Regions from separate parts of the Mus musculus genome. Here regions 2, 3 and 4 are each linked to region 1. Evidence: chromatin contacts called from public promoter capture Hi-C data. All regions are on one chromosome and are shown on one strand. Each heading gives the region's core, a stretch centred on a gene start, on an enhancer-like site or on the middle of the called end of the contact. The rest is flanking DNA. Distances are from core to core; before and after follow the strand shown. Region 1 holds the start of Otulin (OTU deubiquitinase with linear linkage specificity). Region 2 holds the start of Marchf6 (membrane associated ring-CH-type finger 6). Region 3 holds the start of Ropn1l (ropporin 1-like). Region 4 holds the start of Dap (death-associated protein).

Region 1 (3,749 bases), core at 670-3,169:
CCTTCAATCTCTGTCTTCTTCCCCACATGGCTTTATTCCCTCTGCTGTTTATCTGTCTGTGTGGTCAGTCTCTCCTCTCAAAACACCAATCAATAGCTTTACAGGACACCCCAATCCAACATGACATCACCTTACTAATCTCATAGACAGAGATTCTTCCCCCATCCCCCGGCCCCCCGAAGTCAGATTGGGATGTTCCAGATGGACGTGAACTGGGTGATGACCTACTACAATCCTTCCTCCTTAAGTTCCTCAACCAGTTTGCTTACCATTTTATGCTTTGAATTTTCAGCAGGTGTGTTTCTTACTTTTTAAAGAAAAAAAAAAAAAAGGAAAAGAACACCTCAGAGTTATTTGTCTCAAGACAAACGTTCTTTCTTTCTTTCTTTCTTTCTTTCTTTCTTTCTTTCTTTCTCTTGTTTTTGTTTTTGTTTTGTTTTGTTTTGTTTTGTTTTTTTGAGGCAGGGTTTCTCTGTGTAGCCCTGGCTGTCCTGAAACTCACTTTGTAGACCATGCTGGCCTCGAACTCAGAAATTCGCCTGCCTCTGCCTCCCAAGTGGTGGGATTAAAGGCGTGCACCATCTCACCCAGCACAAATGTTCTTTCTATAGTTTATCCTCTTATGTTCCCACCTCCCCGAGTTTATCTTTACAGGTTCTTTACAAAGAACATAGCCCTCCCCTGAAAGAAAGTAAGATAGTTTAGTCTGGAGCCAAGGAAATATGAGGCACAATGGTCCAGGAACACAGATTTGACTTATTCCAAATAGTCTCCATATGCTCCAGCCTAATGGCTTCCTTGCTTTTTTGTTTGTTTGTTTGTTTTTTTAAATAGTAACAGAACAAATCAAACATTAAGTCAAAGGTCTTTCTAAAACGCATCAGGTAGATGGTAGAAATGTTTGTTAAATGTTTGTTATGTGATCTGATGTTATTCTGGCCGTAAGTCTGTAGATCCCAATGATTTACCTAAAAGCTATAATGAGGTTGGCAATAAATGGCTATTAAGGAGAACTGAAGATCGCCCAAGACTGTGCAGCTTACTCCTAATCGGTAATATTCTAGCTCTCCATAATCAAGGACGTTTTAATCACCCAATCAGCCTTGGGGATGTTTAACACTAGTGTGCTCCCCTCACCTCTGAACATCAGTTTAGTCCTATGCTTTAATATTTAACTGCAGGCAAAAATGATCTTTCATAAATGGCCTTATAGAGAGAACACGGAAAAGACGAAGCTCAAGCTTATCAATCTAAACTTGGCTTTTTATGATCTGACTTCCAATCTTACTTTTCGGTTCTGCCCCTGAACCTATCTGCAGGCTTCCGAAATGTCCCTGCCTCGCTATTGCTCCATACTCGGGTTCTGCCTCAAGGCTGGAGCCATGCCTACTAACTCACCCACTCTCCCCGGCTTCTGCGCCTCCACGGTCATACCTTGGAAATCTGTTAATGTCAGCCCTTTACTCTTACTCTTAAATCGATCACATGAAGCAATCTAATTCAAGATGGCACAGAATGTTGTGCTTGCTCAACTACGACCCCACAGCCGAGGTCAAGGCCACGTGGGCTCCAGAGGCCGCGCTGGCACTGAGGAACGGTGCCAGCAGAACTTTTAGGGGACCAAGGATGAAGTTCTGTACCGAGGTAAGTACTACCCGGCATCCTAACTCTCTCAACTCCACACCGCCCAGCCGCGTGTCCTGCCCAGCCTCCAACATCCCCCAACACCACCTACTGAGCCCGGACATGCGCAGTGGGCACACGGCGCGGGCCGCTCCAGGCTCCGCGGCTCAAATCCGCTCTGCGCAGGCGTCCTCCCTCCATTCCCAGCCCCGCCCGTTCCAGGTCCCCTAGCCTCTCGCCACGCCCCCTTGCTGCAGGTCAAAGGTCGCGGGGCGGGCCACAGTGACGCTTACGGAAGCGCTCTGCGGACCTCGCGGGGTGCGGGGCAGCGCAGCCACGGCTCCGGACGGCGGGACGGCAGGGCCCGGCGTGGCCGCGGATGAGTCGGGGAACCATGCCCCAGCCCGGAGCGTGGCCCGGTGCAAGCTGCGCCGAGACGCCGGCGCGCGAGGCCGGGGCCGCGGCGCGGGACGGCGGGAAGGTGACGGCCGGCGCGCAGCCCCGGGCCGCGACGCGATGCCCGGCCGAGCAGTGAGTGAGCGGGGCGGGCGTGGGAGCGGGCGCGGGCGCGGGGCTGCGTGGGTTCCCTCGGTTTCAGGTCGGCTACCCAGACCGAGCAGTAGAGAGTCGGGAGTGTGGACCCTGTCACAGCTCGGTCACCCAGGCCGCCACACTCCCGCTTTGACAACTGTCCAATCCTGAAGTTAGGGAAAGCGCTAGGAATTTGGGAAAGAAATCCAGAGAGGCCCCTTTAATGATCCACTGACTCCCTGTAGCTCTTTTCCCCTAACCTAGCTCGGAGGAAGTGAGTTCGCCCCAGTAACAGCCACAGAATTGTCCTGCGATGTCACCACTTGAAGAGTTTCCCACCTGTTGGACAGACTTTGGCCACAGGCTGGCCCTCTCCGTTTTACCCCGTCAGACCCTGGCTAGGTATTCCTACCACTCTTTGCTTTTACACACACACACACACACACACACACACACAGGCACACAGTTTTAGAGCAGTTCCTTATTGACTGTGAAGAAAAACAGTAAGTTAGAAGCGATTTCACTGTGCAGGGTTTGGAGGTGTCTACTGAGTTCGTGGCACAGTTCTAGATGTCTTTGGACTTAGAAAATCAAAAGCTCCGACAGTCAGTTTTCTTATGATCCAAAAGTTAAAGCATAAGGTGTGTCTAGATGGACCTTTAGAGCTCTTTCAATTTCCTAAGAAGGGGTCTTTTGAAGCCTTGTTAAGGAAGACGGGATATAATAGCAGCTCAGTTGTGAGGTGCTTTGCGGTGGGCTTTGACCGCTTTCGTTTATTGAGCGCCCGAGTGTGATGGTAATTATTCCTGTAATGAGCTAGTGGTAACAGGAAAGGTATAGAGTGGGAAGCCTTAACCTTCTCTAAGAGCTAGGCTGCCAATTAGCGTTAGTGACATTGTCTGTTAGCTTTGGGACTTGGGGAGCTTTTAGCTCTTTATTTGGGTCAGCATTATCTAAGCTTCAGCCATAGTTGCTGTAGTCAATGAATCTAGATAGCCTGGTTTTTTTAAATGAAATGTCCTGATTCTTAAGTAGGGACACTTATTTTTCTTTCTATTGAGCTCCTTTATATTACAGGGCCATGTTTGAGTTGGTCTAGTCTGTGGTTGCCAGGTTGAAACTGTCTAGGTTAGAGATGTCTCTTTCCTCTGCTCTTCCTCTGCTTCCTGACGGCTCTGCCTTTCAGCCTGCTTTCCTAGTCCATTCCTTTCCTGGATGCCCAGCCTTTTAAGCCCTGCACCTCAGTCTTACCCTAGCAGTTTCACATGCCTTGAAAGATACCTGAGCCTTTGAGGCCAGAACCACATTCTCCAACGTACACACAGTTGTTTGGAAGGTTTTCTGGTGTGGTGGTTCTCACGAACACCTTGGGGAACGGACCTCAAAGGGAAGGAGTCTTCACACTGCTGTTAGTCTTAAAGCTGAAACCTGGGTTTGTCATCTCACTCTTGAGGAAACAGGTGCGGATTGTGTTGTTAGGCAGGGAGAAACAGGTAGGAGATTTTAAGACCATGGTTCTTGACACCTCCCCCCCCCCCCCCAACTCCCTACCCCTTACCCCCTTCTTCTTGACCTCCTCAGCAACACTGGACAGA
Region 2 (3,749 bases), core at 595-3,094, 3.9 Mb before region 1:
CCTCCAGATGACTGCAGTGTGAGACCATCTGTCACAGTGACTATCAGGTCTAGCCTTCTCCTACCTCCAGATGACTGCAGTGTGAGACCATCTGCTACAGTGACTCCTATCAGGTCTAGCCTACTCCTACCTCCATTGCTATTCACTGTAAGCATGGCCAGGTTCTGGGTTGTGGCATCATGAGGCCAGTTCACAAGAGTAAGCATGGTCCACAGATCTCAGCTTTTCTGTGTGACACATATCCTTTCTTCACTCCTGTTGCTGCAAGCTGCGCAGGATAGGGCAGAGGATGAAGGTGATATGCATACCAGTGTGTGTGGAATCAGGAGCTGAGCATCTGCATGGGGCTAAACTTAGCTTTTTTTTTTTTTTTTTTTTTTTTGTGAGAAATCTCAAAGACAAACCTACAGGGACTGTCTTCTGTTGGGGGCTTTTTTTTTTTTTTTTTTTTTTTTTTGGTCTATTCTATTGTGTTCTAGTACATCAAGGTAGAAGAGAAGGAAGGTTAGAGGGAAAGGGGGATGTAGACCTTTTTGACTACTCCTGATCATTAGGGGCATTGAGTTTCTTGAGATCAGTCCAATCTTCCACAACAGGGCATCTCCAACGTCTCATTAAGCAACAGCAACAGGAGCAGCAGGAACCAAAAACCTCCTCCTCCTCTTCTGCTTCCTCCTTCTCTTCTGCCTCCTCCTCCTCTCCCCACTTCTTCTTCCTCAAAGCACCTCCCACTGCTCTGGAGACTGCCATTTAGATCACTCCCCTCCTAGAGTACGAGACAATCATAGTTAACGGTTGTGGCCCATCTGAAGCAGCCCCATATCCCACACCTGGGGTTAAAACAAAAACAGTCACATAACTTTTTTTTTTTTTTTTTTTTTTTGGTTTTTTGAGACAGGGTTTCTCTGTGTAGCCCTGTAGTCCCGGCTGTCCCGGAACTCACTCTGTAGATCAGACTGGCCTCCAACTCAGAAATCCACCTGCCTCTGCCTCCCAAGTGCTGGGATTAAGGGCATGCACCACCTCTGCCCGGCCAAAATTCCGTTTCTTGAATCTACTTTCCGTTATGTGCACGTTTAAGCATCCGGGTTGGAAACACTTTTCTTCTAATCTGTACTATCTTATTTAGAGAAAGCTCTAAGGATTATGTGAGGAAGGTGGCCTACTGATGCGAGCAGGTCTGAGTCTTTCATCATTCTTTCATCAGCCATTTAGTTCTGGCCAGGTAAGCTTCCCTTAATTGTGTCGCCATCTGAACCCATTTCCCTTAGAGGTAGATTCAATGTTGGCTTTCAGCTGTGAAGACGTGGTCTTTCCACTCAATTGCATAAGCCTCCCCAGGAGAGATTCTGATAACCTGGATGCTCGTCTTTTTCCATCTTAGGGATGCTTCTGTAATTCTTTCAGACGTGCCTCAGAACCACTCAAGAGCGGAACCAAAAATGCTCGTTCCGGGGCCGACTCTGAACGCCCCGGGAGTGGCGGTCGGGTACCCCAAGCTGGGACCCTTTGTCCCCCACACCCGCTCCGGCGGGCGGGCGGGCGTGCGCGCCGGGCTCGCTCCCGCCGCTCCGCGTTCCTTTTGTCCCGGAACGCGCCCGCGCCGCCGCCGCCGCAGCCGCCCCTCCGCGAGGTGCCTGCCGCCTGCCTCTAGGTTTTCAGTCTCCATCCCGCGCGCAGCCTTCGCCACCAGTCAGGCCGTGTTTCGCACCCCGCCCCCGCCTCCGCGAGCCCGGCGCGAGCGCGAGCGAAGGCGCGCGCCGGATGTGACGCGCAGCGCTCCGGCGCCCCGCCTTTTCCGCCGCGCGCCCCGCCCAGGCCCGTCGCTCGGCCGCGCGCCCCTCCCCCCTCCCCGGCGCTCGCTTTCTGTCAGTCGCTGTCCCTGTCCCCCTCGCCCGCGACCGGCTTCCTCTCGCACCCGAGCGCACGCACTTGCCCGGCCCGCGTCCTCTTCCTCCTCCACTCCTCCCGCCCGCCCGCCCGCCTTTCCCTTCGGGCCCCGAGGCTCTGCCGGGTCGCGGGCGCCTCGCGGCTGCGTCACCGCCGCCCCCCAGACAAGATGGACACCGCCGAGGAAGGTGAGGCGGCGGCGCCCGCGCCCTTGCAGCGGCGCCCGCGCTCCAGTCGGGCCGAGGCGCTCGCGGCGGATCCCGCGGGCAGTTTGCTTGCCCGGCGGGCGGGCGGGCGGGCGGGCGGGCGAGCGCGCGGCTCGAGCTGGTCCTCCAGCGGGCTCGGATCGGAAGGTGACCCTCTGCGCGCCCCCCGCCGGTTCCCGCGGGCGACGAGGACTCAGCCTCGGCTGGGACACTGGGGTGCCAGGACTTCGGTGTCCGAGACGTGGGGTGCCGGGACGTGGGACATCCCGGACGTGGGGGTGTCGCGACGTGGGGTGCTCGAGACATGGGGATGTCGGGAAGTGGGGCGCTGGAGACCATAGGGTGCCCGAGGCGTGGGGCTGCCGGGGACTTGACGGTGTGGAAGATCGGGGCCCCGGCCACCGCCATCCCGCGGTCCGCGGAGGAGGGGGCCGCAGTGCGAAGTCCGGGGGCGTTTCCACTCCCCTCCCCCACTCGTTTTTCCCCCCTCCGTGTTCGAGTCTGTTTGCTGTTGTCCTGTAGGCCCAACCTCTGCCACACAACTTCTTTGTTGACTTTGAAACTTCGCGGAAAATACCCCGCGAGGTGACGACTGCTGAGTGGACTGAACTGACCCCTGCTGCAAAATCTTGCTCTCTGTTTGCCTTACCCTAACTGCACTGACCAGACCCGAGAGGGGACGGTTTCTAGAGACTATTGGAGGAGGGAAAGGCGAATATTTAGGTTTCTTCTAAATCCTTGTCACCACAAAGCAAGGGTTTGTTTGTTTTGTTTGTGGACGTGTACTTTGGATGCGGTTGTTTTGAATTAGCAGAGAACACGAAAGAAAAGCAGCCACATGGGTGTAGAAAGCAGCCGCTTACCTGACGTTGTGGCAAAGTGTTTTAAAGCAGTTTTTAGAGGCACTGATGTATTAGTGAGTCTGTAGAGGAAATTATTGATCATGTACTTACTAGTGCAGATACTTACTGTTTAGATATATTCTTGTTCGAATGAGCGTTCTTTTCAACCTCAGGCTTTATTTTACCGACTTTACATGCAATCGAACCATCAAGCACTTGTATTGAAGTCATTAGAGTAATAAAAAGTTTAGTAATAATGTGATGAGTTGATTTTTTTTAAAAAAAAGTATTGTTTACAAAATATGCACAGGAGGATTGATTCACTTTGACGTTCCCGACAGCCCTGCGGGGTGGATGTGTGTTACCTTTCGTGGCTGTGGAAATGTAGGCTTATTTAATAGCTTGGTTAAGGTTCACACGGGTGGTAAGAAACAGTTGACCCTATTTTCATTGTTTGTCGCTGCCACTTCATTATGCTACAGTACGGTTCTATTCAATGAGTGAAGCTAGTTGCCATTGCAGAACTTTGGGAAAGAAACTGTTGAGGATTAACAATCGCCCAGGTTGATCTTGTGTTTACATCTCTGTAGGTTTCACAGCCGTTTATATTCAGTGCCTGTCTTTGTTTTGTTTGGTTTTTGAAATGAGTTCTCCATACTCCTCTGTTTCAGCATCTTGTACTACCATGCCTGGCTTTGATTCGAGTTTGTTTGTATTTTGCTCATATGTATTTAATCGTTGTTAAATGCCATGTGTGCTGGGACTCAAAACCTGGTCCTCTGTAAGAACAAGTGCTCTCAACTACACATAA
Region 3 (3,749 bases), core at 435-2,934, 3.8 Mb before region 1:
CTCCACCCAATTAAATACATTGCTGTTTAATGTAGGAGTGGTGGAAATATGCTCTTTGAACCCCAGACCTCCCTCTTTAATCTGTGAAGTTGAAAGTCCTCGCCAAAGGAAACCAATACTCAAAACTGGTTATCTCCTGAAACACAGTGATTAGGAGAGTTGATGTGTTAAGTGACTGAAGATGTCTGCCTCCAAGGACCACAAGTGCAGAACAGATAGTAACCAGAAGATGGAAGAGAGAGCGAGAAGTCAGCTGCCCAAGCCAGCACACAGGACTCCCTCCGGGGAGACCGCTGAGGCCTAGCTGCTTCCTCAGTGGGCTCGTTAGGTCTGCACACATACACACCTAGTCCTCCATCAGCCTCCTGCTGCTACTCTGCAAGCCTTTAAAACCATGGGTAGACTGTCAGCAAGGCACAGGCCCCTCTGCATCACTTTATGTTGTTTAGCCATTGCGTTGGGTTTTTTTATTTTGTTTTGTTTTCTTTAATCTCCTTTGCTTATACAACCGTGCCTAAGACTTTCTTTCGGCTCGTTCATTTATGCTTTAGGATGTACTTGGAGGAGGAAGGAGCTTCTTGCTCAGGAACCACACCCATTTTGCTTAGGTGGCCATTTCCTTGCCATAGTGTATCTGGTAAAGCAGACACTTCCGTATGTATTCAGTGGATTCCACACAACGGGGCATGGATGCTGAAATTAAAAAAAAAAAAAAAGTGAAGTATTTGGACTGGTAACAGAATGAAAAGCAAACATTCACACTACAGATACTGTACAAACGAACTAATAGTAACTTATGTAGGGAAAAAAAAGGTCAATGTAGGCTAGGCTCACTTTTTTTTTTTTTTTTTTTTTAGATACAACAGCAAAATATAATTCACTTAAGAAAACAAAAGCTGAATTGTCACAATTTATACCTGAGACTTTTAAGAATAAAAGGAACAGACACCTGCACACCCAGATTGTTTTACAATCTTTTCCGCTTCACCAGTCATGTGGTGGTGGTGGTGGTGGTGGTGGTGGTGGTGGTGGTGGTGGTGGTGGTGGTGGTGGTGGTGGTGGTGTGGGTGGGAACAGACTTGTTGCTTCTTGAAGCGCTAAATGTTGCCCAGGCTGGTCTCCAATTCCCAGCTCAAATGAACCCCAGCCTTGCGAGTCTCGCAGTCCCCACATCAGATTTTAACTCTGTTGGTTTTACCCGATTGTGTTGTTTTTCTTTGGAGACCATGATAGAGGTTTTAATAAAAGTTAACCTACCAAGCTACATAATAGGCATTATTATTTACTCCTTATGCCTATCCCCCCCCTTAGGATAAATATTGCTAAGTCGTTAGAAAATCCTGTAGTCCCCAGATAAACGCTCATTTCTGTCAACAGTGTCTGAGAGTCCTTGTTTTCCCATTCTATTAACTAAATGTTTTTTTGCCAAGCTGCTTTGGTTTGGAAATGTGTATTCATACAGTGGGTGTGTGGACCAAATGGAGTCACACGCCAAGCCGAGACCCTGGTCGAGACCTCTTGGGGTTCGGATTAGCGCAACCTCCGCGTTTTAGGAAAACAAGCTGTTTTATGGCGCTCTCCGCTCTGTGGTCACTCGTTGGTCACAGAGGCCAGCCGGACGTCCGCCCCTTGTTTGCTGAGGCTGTGCGCATGCGCAGCTCGGGTTGCCTGGAGACCGCACGCCACAATCGCGTGCTCTATCCGCTCTGGGCGGTTGGGCCTCAGTTTCCTGAGGGGGCGGAGCAGTCCCTCCCCGCCGCCCGCTGCGCTGACCCTGCCTCTCCTCCCCGCAGCACAACGTCCCAGGCCGCCGCGGTCTCCCCAGAACGATGCCGCTGCCCGACACCATGTTCTGCGCGCAGCAGATCCACATCCCCCCGGAGCTGCCGGACATCCTCAAGCAGTTCACCAAGGCTGCCATCCGTACGCAGCCGGCGGACGTGCTGCAGTGGTCGGCGGGGTAAGGCCGGCCAGGGAACCTCACCCCGTTACCGAGTACAGACGCCGACGTTGTGGGTGTAGACTAACAAAGCTTGCACACCAACCGCGGGGCAAAAAGTGGCTCCGCTGAGTTTAAAAAAAAAAAAAAATCAGTTACAGGGATGTTATAAATGAAACCGCCCAGAACAACTGAATTATGCCCCCACCCACCCCCAAATGAGGCAGAGGTATGTGAAAGCTGCCACCTGAGAAAATTGTCCAGCACAGCTCACAGCTAGCGAACCTTCACACTCTAGAAACAAGGACAGGAACCCTTTCAAGGGCCTGACCATTATAATCTTAACACTCATTCTTTCGGTTTTACAAGAGAACTGTGCCACTTTTTAAATCACGAGAATAACTATTTTTAGCCAAAATTTGCTAACTTTCTCTGAACTATATTAGCTAAGGTGGTTTCGTTACTTTTGGCTGTTTTAACAACTCGACTTTTAAAAAACGACAGCTCTGGAGGTAAAAGCAACAAAACATCTGGAGCAGGCAACAGGCGTTTGGGGTGGCTGCTTCCATATCAGACTCGGCTGTTGGAACTTCCTGGCCCTTCTACAATCCGTGGGTTCTCTTCTGCCTTCCTCTCCTGAGGAGTCCTGTGATACATTTAGGAGCCATACCGTTTCTTCAGGATAGTTTCCCCCATCTAAAGTCCTTAATTGTGCAAAGACGCTTGCCATGTAGAGTACCTCTCACGGGGCTTCAGGGGACAGGACCTGGATGTCTTACTTAGCTCCGTCAGGGTCACCTGTGAGCCCAGCGGTCCCTTTGTCAGTTCTCTCAATAACCCCTCAGCGATATTACATATGCTCGAGCCTTAGAGAGAAGGGCTAGGGTGTCTTTATGAAAGTTTATTTGCACTTCAAGTCTCCGCCCCTATTGGCACATTTATTAATACTACAGAGAGAGTTTTTTTGAAGCCTTACACAAGAAATCCCTGATTCATTAGACTGCCGATGAGGGAACAACTATGAATAGGTGTGAATCCACCAAGCCACAGCATTGTAACCGGGGCCTGGACTTTTAGGTCAACAGTTCTGCATCTGTTTCTCTCGTGGCTGTCCGCACCACTCCTTAGCTCATTAACGAAACCACAGAGAGGAGCACAAAAGTCTTAGTAGTTATAGGTGGAGTTGACCCTAAAGGGTGAAGAGAGAGGGGGTTGCCTTTAATCTATTCAGTCTTCACTATCCATGTCCATCTATCTATGTTTCAGATTTAGATGGTTTCTGATAACTCATAGACATACCTGGTGCCCTGGTGCTTAATTTCATGTTCATCTTCCTGGCTACAAGTTCTTTGACTGTGGCTTAAGACCTTGCCTGGCACAAGGCCTCGTGCTGGCCAAATCCGAAGGGAATTCACTCAAGTTGTTGCCCCAAGCCATTTCTGTGCCTCCTTAACCTCCAGCTCACACATTTTCAGATTCCTAGAATGGAACTTTTTGGGGGGGGTGGGGGTGGGGGGTAGACCCAGGCAGAACTGGGAAAGATGGAAAGTGGGAAGCCTTTGTGTGTCTGCACCACTTAGAGGTGAATGTGTCGAGGTGTTTAATGCCAATTACCTCAGAAAGCAGCTGTTGAAAAAGGAATGACCTTAGGGCATGGGGTGCTGGAGAGATGGGTCTCAGTTAGCAGTATTTGCTTGCTTTCCCAATAGACCTGAATTGAGCTTCTAGCACCCATGTCACACAGCTCACAACCAGCAGTGGCTCCTGTCCCAGGGCCATTCACCTGTACCTACCCACACTCCTGTGTGTG
Region 4 (3,749 bases), core at 635-3,134, 3.6 Mb before region 1:
TCAAATTTCCCCCATGTGTGTTTTTCTTCCTCCGATCCTAAGATGTCCATGTGAATAGTCTCTACATGTAATTTAATTAGTGCTATTTTGACACAATGCCTTTCCAACAGCACACACTAATGAACTCCTTATCTTGGGAGAATCAGTCATGTGATCCTACTGTGCAGGCCACACCAAGCAGCTCAGAGCCTCAGGCAGGTAGACACAAACTACTCCTTTAGGAATTAAAGGTCAAGGTGTTCCTTAAAGGAAATGTTTGCTGTTGTTGTTTTGTTTATGTTTTTTTAGTAGATTTTTTTCATACAATATAGTCTGATTATGTTTTTCCTCTCTCCAACTTTTCCCCCAATTCCTACCCACCATACCTCTCTCTCTCTCTCTCTCTCTCTCTCTCTCTCTCTCTCACACACACACACACACACACACACACACAGAGTCCACAAAACCACAAACCAAAATACACAAGCAATACACTAGTAAGATTTTAAAAAATGCTCAAAGAAAACCACATGAGACAGGAAGTCTACAAAAATACCACTGAGTTCGTTTTGCGTTGGCCATCTATTTACTGGGGCATAGGGCCTACCCTGAAGGTGGTTTAATATACTCAGTGAGACGCCACTGGCGAAGCAAGCCGGTACCCATTGCGGACAGACTTGGTTAGGGATAGGAGCCAGTATCTTAAAGGTAATCTTTCCACAAGTTAATTTGTATTGTAAGAAGTGAGAATTGAACCCAGAGCCTTCCATACTCTAGCATAGTATCTTACACTGAACACAAAGACTCCCGTAGCTATAACTCCTAACCCCAGTTAGGCGAGTTGAGAAGCACTGTCATAGTGAATCAGCTTTGAAATACAGCATACTTTAAAGGCAGTTTCCTCTCTCCTCCTGTTCTCCAGTGGGGCCAGCAGCTGGAGAGTCTAAGTTTTTACTACAGAAAGATGGTACAGATGTGTCCCTACCCCACACAGTCCTCCAAGGTCTGCAGGGAGATGCCCTGGTTTTATACCACAGGAGACTTGGCTTCTAGGACCCACGGTTTCCAGGCTGGCTCTCTGTGGTGCTTCCACAGGTATCTCTGCCACCAGAAAGGGCAGTAGAAATGCCAACTCCTCCAGCCATGGAGGAACAAACAGGAACTGAGTGGAGGCGGCTGCCCAAGGCACACAAAGGTTGCTCACCATTTCCTAAGAGAGGTGGCTCTTTACTGGACTGAACTGCCAGTAAAAAGAAGTTTTGGCTCAGAAGTTCCGGGTTTGCTTTAAAAAAATACCGTTTTAACCACTTTCAAGAGGGAGTTGGATGCGAAAATTAAATGAATAAAGGAAGTCATGCCGGGTGATTAATGATCATAATTATTTCCGCTTCTTTGGTCTGTCAGTGTGAAATGCTGTCAGCCCACGATTAATCATCATGATACAACACTACCTTTTAATTGTTGGGGGTCTCCCACGCAAACATCTGTGCAATCTCATAAAAACTGCCTACTTTTGAGTTTTGACTTGTACAACTAGGGTGTCCCCGCCGGGGAGGGCTGGATCCCGCGACCCGCTCACCTGCACCCCGGGCCCGCTCACCTGCGCGCCTGCGCAGCACACAAGCAAGGGGCACCGGGGCACTGGGACCCCGATCCTGCCCTGTCCCCTCCCGGCGCCCCAAGACATAGTGCAAACCAGTCAGTACCGGCGGGCGGGTGTCCAGCTTTGGTCTCCAGCTTTCCTTCTGGAGGCGAAGACATGGCGCCGCTGGTTTTCGGAGGGGCGACGGCAGCCGCGGGGTGGGCGTCAGTGCGCGCGCGAGGACTCGGGGGAAGGCGTGAGGCGCGCGCTGCTCGGGAACGCGCACTGCCGCCCCGGGCAGGGGGGCGTGGCTCCAAACGGCTGCGTGGCACGGTCCCGCCCACCCGAACTCTGTGAGCCGCCTCGCCTCGCCCCGCCCGTCCTTGTGGAGCATGCGCAGCGGCCAGCGCCACGTACGACTCCAAGGCTATTGTATGGGAAGGATGACAGGGCGCGTGTGTACGTGAAGGGCGGGGCGGCCCTGCGACCAGCGAGGGGCTGGACCCGTGGTGCGTGTTCACTAGCCAAGCTGTCACTGAGGGAAGCGTAGCCTGCTGGTGGTTCGAGACCCCAGCGCGGGGTTTCGTTCAGAGATGGCAGCTCCTGGCTCCTTGGCTCACTTTGCAGCAAAACTTATCCGTTACTCTCTAGAACTCGCAGCTCTGCAAGATCAGCAGTCTTCTATCTTTAGAAAAGGGCCTGCCACCATCCCTTCCAGGCTGCACACGGATCTTAGACGACCCAGCTATTAAAAGAGGCAGGGTGCCACACCTCTCTACTCCTTCCTTACTCTCAGAACCTCTTGACTGATCTCTCAGAACCTCTCCCTGACCCCAGGCTGCCAAATCCGAAGGTCACTTGTCCAGTGCCTTTGATCTCGTAGGAGCACTGCAGACAGCTCTGGATGTTCTTTAGCTTTAGGGACGCCATGTCTCTGCCTTGTCCAGACCACCGTGGCTGCCATTCGGCTTGGCAAGCTTCTCTGTAGACTTGTAAATATTTGTATCTCCCGTGCATCATCCTTGGCCCTCTTCCCTACACGTTCCTGGGGTGCTTTCCACTGTAATGATGTTGGCGTCTGAGTAATTCATAAATTACTCAGAATTATTTAGCTCGCGGTTCTCAAGAGGCAAGTGGTTTGCAGGCTTGCATAGAAACAATTTCTTAGTCGAGGAGGTTTGAAGCCCTTGTGGCCATCAAATGCAACCTGTAGCACATACAACCCACAAGGCTTTTTTCGTGACAGGGCCTGGCAAACTAGCAGCTCATTGCTTATGGCTCCTTGACCCATATTGGTTGTTCTGATCCTTCTTTAGTGGGACAGGCCAGTTCTTCTGGTCTTGGCATCTGCTATTCCCATCACTGAGCACTGATTCCTCCAGATATCTACATGACTGACTCCTTCCTATAGTACAACCAGCTTGTGAAGTCAGCTGACCTGTGGGATCTGAGAATGTAGCCAAGGTGCCCGGCTCATGTTTCTGTTCATGTTTTTTACTGCCTCCATGCGATCAACCTCATCTGGCCGTCCTTATTTCTCTCTGCTCATTTACTGGAATTCTCCATGGACTGGACTGTCAGCTCCATGGAAGGAGAAGCCTGGTATATGGTTTTCACTTATATTCCAGGCCCTTAGCCATGGCAATCGCAAAAGACCCATATAATCCTGGAACAGAGAGGCAATGGGTCTCCTACAATGTTGTCTTAACAGAGAGCAACAAATGGGGCCTACACAGAAAATGGAGTGGATGCTTAGGATATAATAGTATATTCATTCACTTTCACTTGTGGAGGAGGCATGTGGGTGGGTGTGGGCATGTCCAGCCCAGTCTGTCACAGGTACAGTCTACATGTTGAGTACCACTCTGGGAGCATTCTATGCACTGGTGTCTACCGAACAGATTCTAGTAATGTTGACTGGTGTTAATTGAATCTTAAATGGTTCTAGGGATGAGAGAGGATAATTCATTTTTAACAAGAACATACACAGAGAAAGAGATAGAGAGAGGGGAAGGGGGAGCGGGAGGGGGAGGAGGTGAAAGAGTCATTTCAGTCTGGTGAATGTGAGCTGGGCCCAGATACCAGGTTTCTCAGCCCAGCAGCATTTCCTCCTAGTGCTGGCTGACTTCTGGGTAAGGGTTTTGGAGGACATTTCCTACTTTTCTCTAAGTAGGCTGTTTTCTAAACA

The links. Promoter capture Hi-C pulls out the DNA fragments that hold promoters and counts their contacts.
Region 2: a contact with region 1 is called in a promoter capture Hi-C map of pre-B cells. The contact joins the promoter of Marchf6 here to the promoter of Otulin in region 1. A contact is called at or near these places in 3 of 39 promoter capture datasets (the HPC-7 cell line, hematopoietic stem and progenitor cells and pre-B cells).
Region 3: a promoter capture Hi-C map of pre-B cells shows a contact between it and region 1. The contact joins the promoter of Ropn1l here to the promoter of Otulin in region 1.
Region 4: a contact with region 1 is called in a promoter capture Hi-C map of pre-B cells. The contact joins the promoter of Dap here to the promoter of Otulin in region 1. A contact is called at or near these places in 3 of 39 promoter capture datasets (liver and pre-B cells).

The regions. Positions count from the first base shown.
Region 1 is chr15:27,628,863-27,632,611 of GRCm38.p6, reverse strand. Otulin (OTU deubiquitinase with linear linkage specificity) reads left to right here and starts at 1,919. Exons shown (of 7, transcript NM_001013792.2): 1 at 1,919-2,154. The coding sequence starts at 2,003.
Region 2 is chr15:31,529,132-31,532,880 of GRCm38.p6, reverse strand. It overlaps Marchf6 (membrane associated ring-CH-type finger 6), which reads left to right and starts at 1,844. Exons shown (of 26, transcript NM_172606.2): 1 at 1,844-2,078. The coding sequence starts at 2,060. Gm41287 (a long non-coding RNA gene) reads right to left here and starts at 1,777. Exons shown (of 3, transcript XR_875101.3): 1 at 944-1,777; 2 at 1-766.
Region 3 is chr15:31,451,624-31,455,372 of GRCm38.p6, reverse strand. It overlaps Ropn1l (ropporin 1-like), which reads left to right and starts at 1,684. Exons shown (of 5, transcript NM_145852.2): 1 at 1,684-1,960. The coding sequence starts at 1,830. Gm49208 (a long non-coding RNA gene) reads right to left here and starts at 1,702. Exons shown (of 2, transcript XR_003951491.1): 1 at 1,461-1,702; 2 at 1-693.
Region 4 is chr15:31,222,520-31,226,268 of GRCm38.p6, reverse strand. Dap (death-associated protein) reads right to left here and starts at 1,884. Exons shown (of 4, transcript NM_146057.3): 1 at 1,686-1,884. The coding sequence starts at 1,740.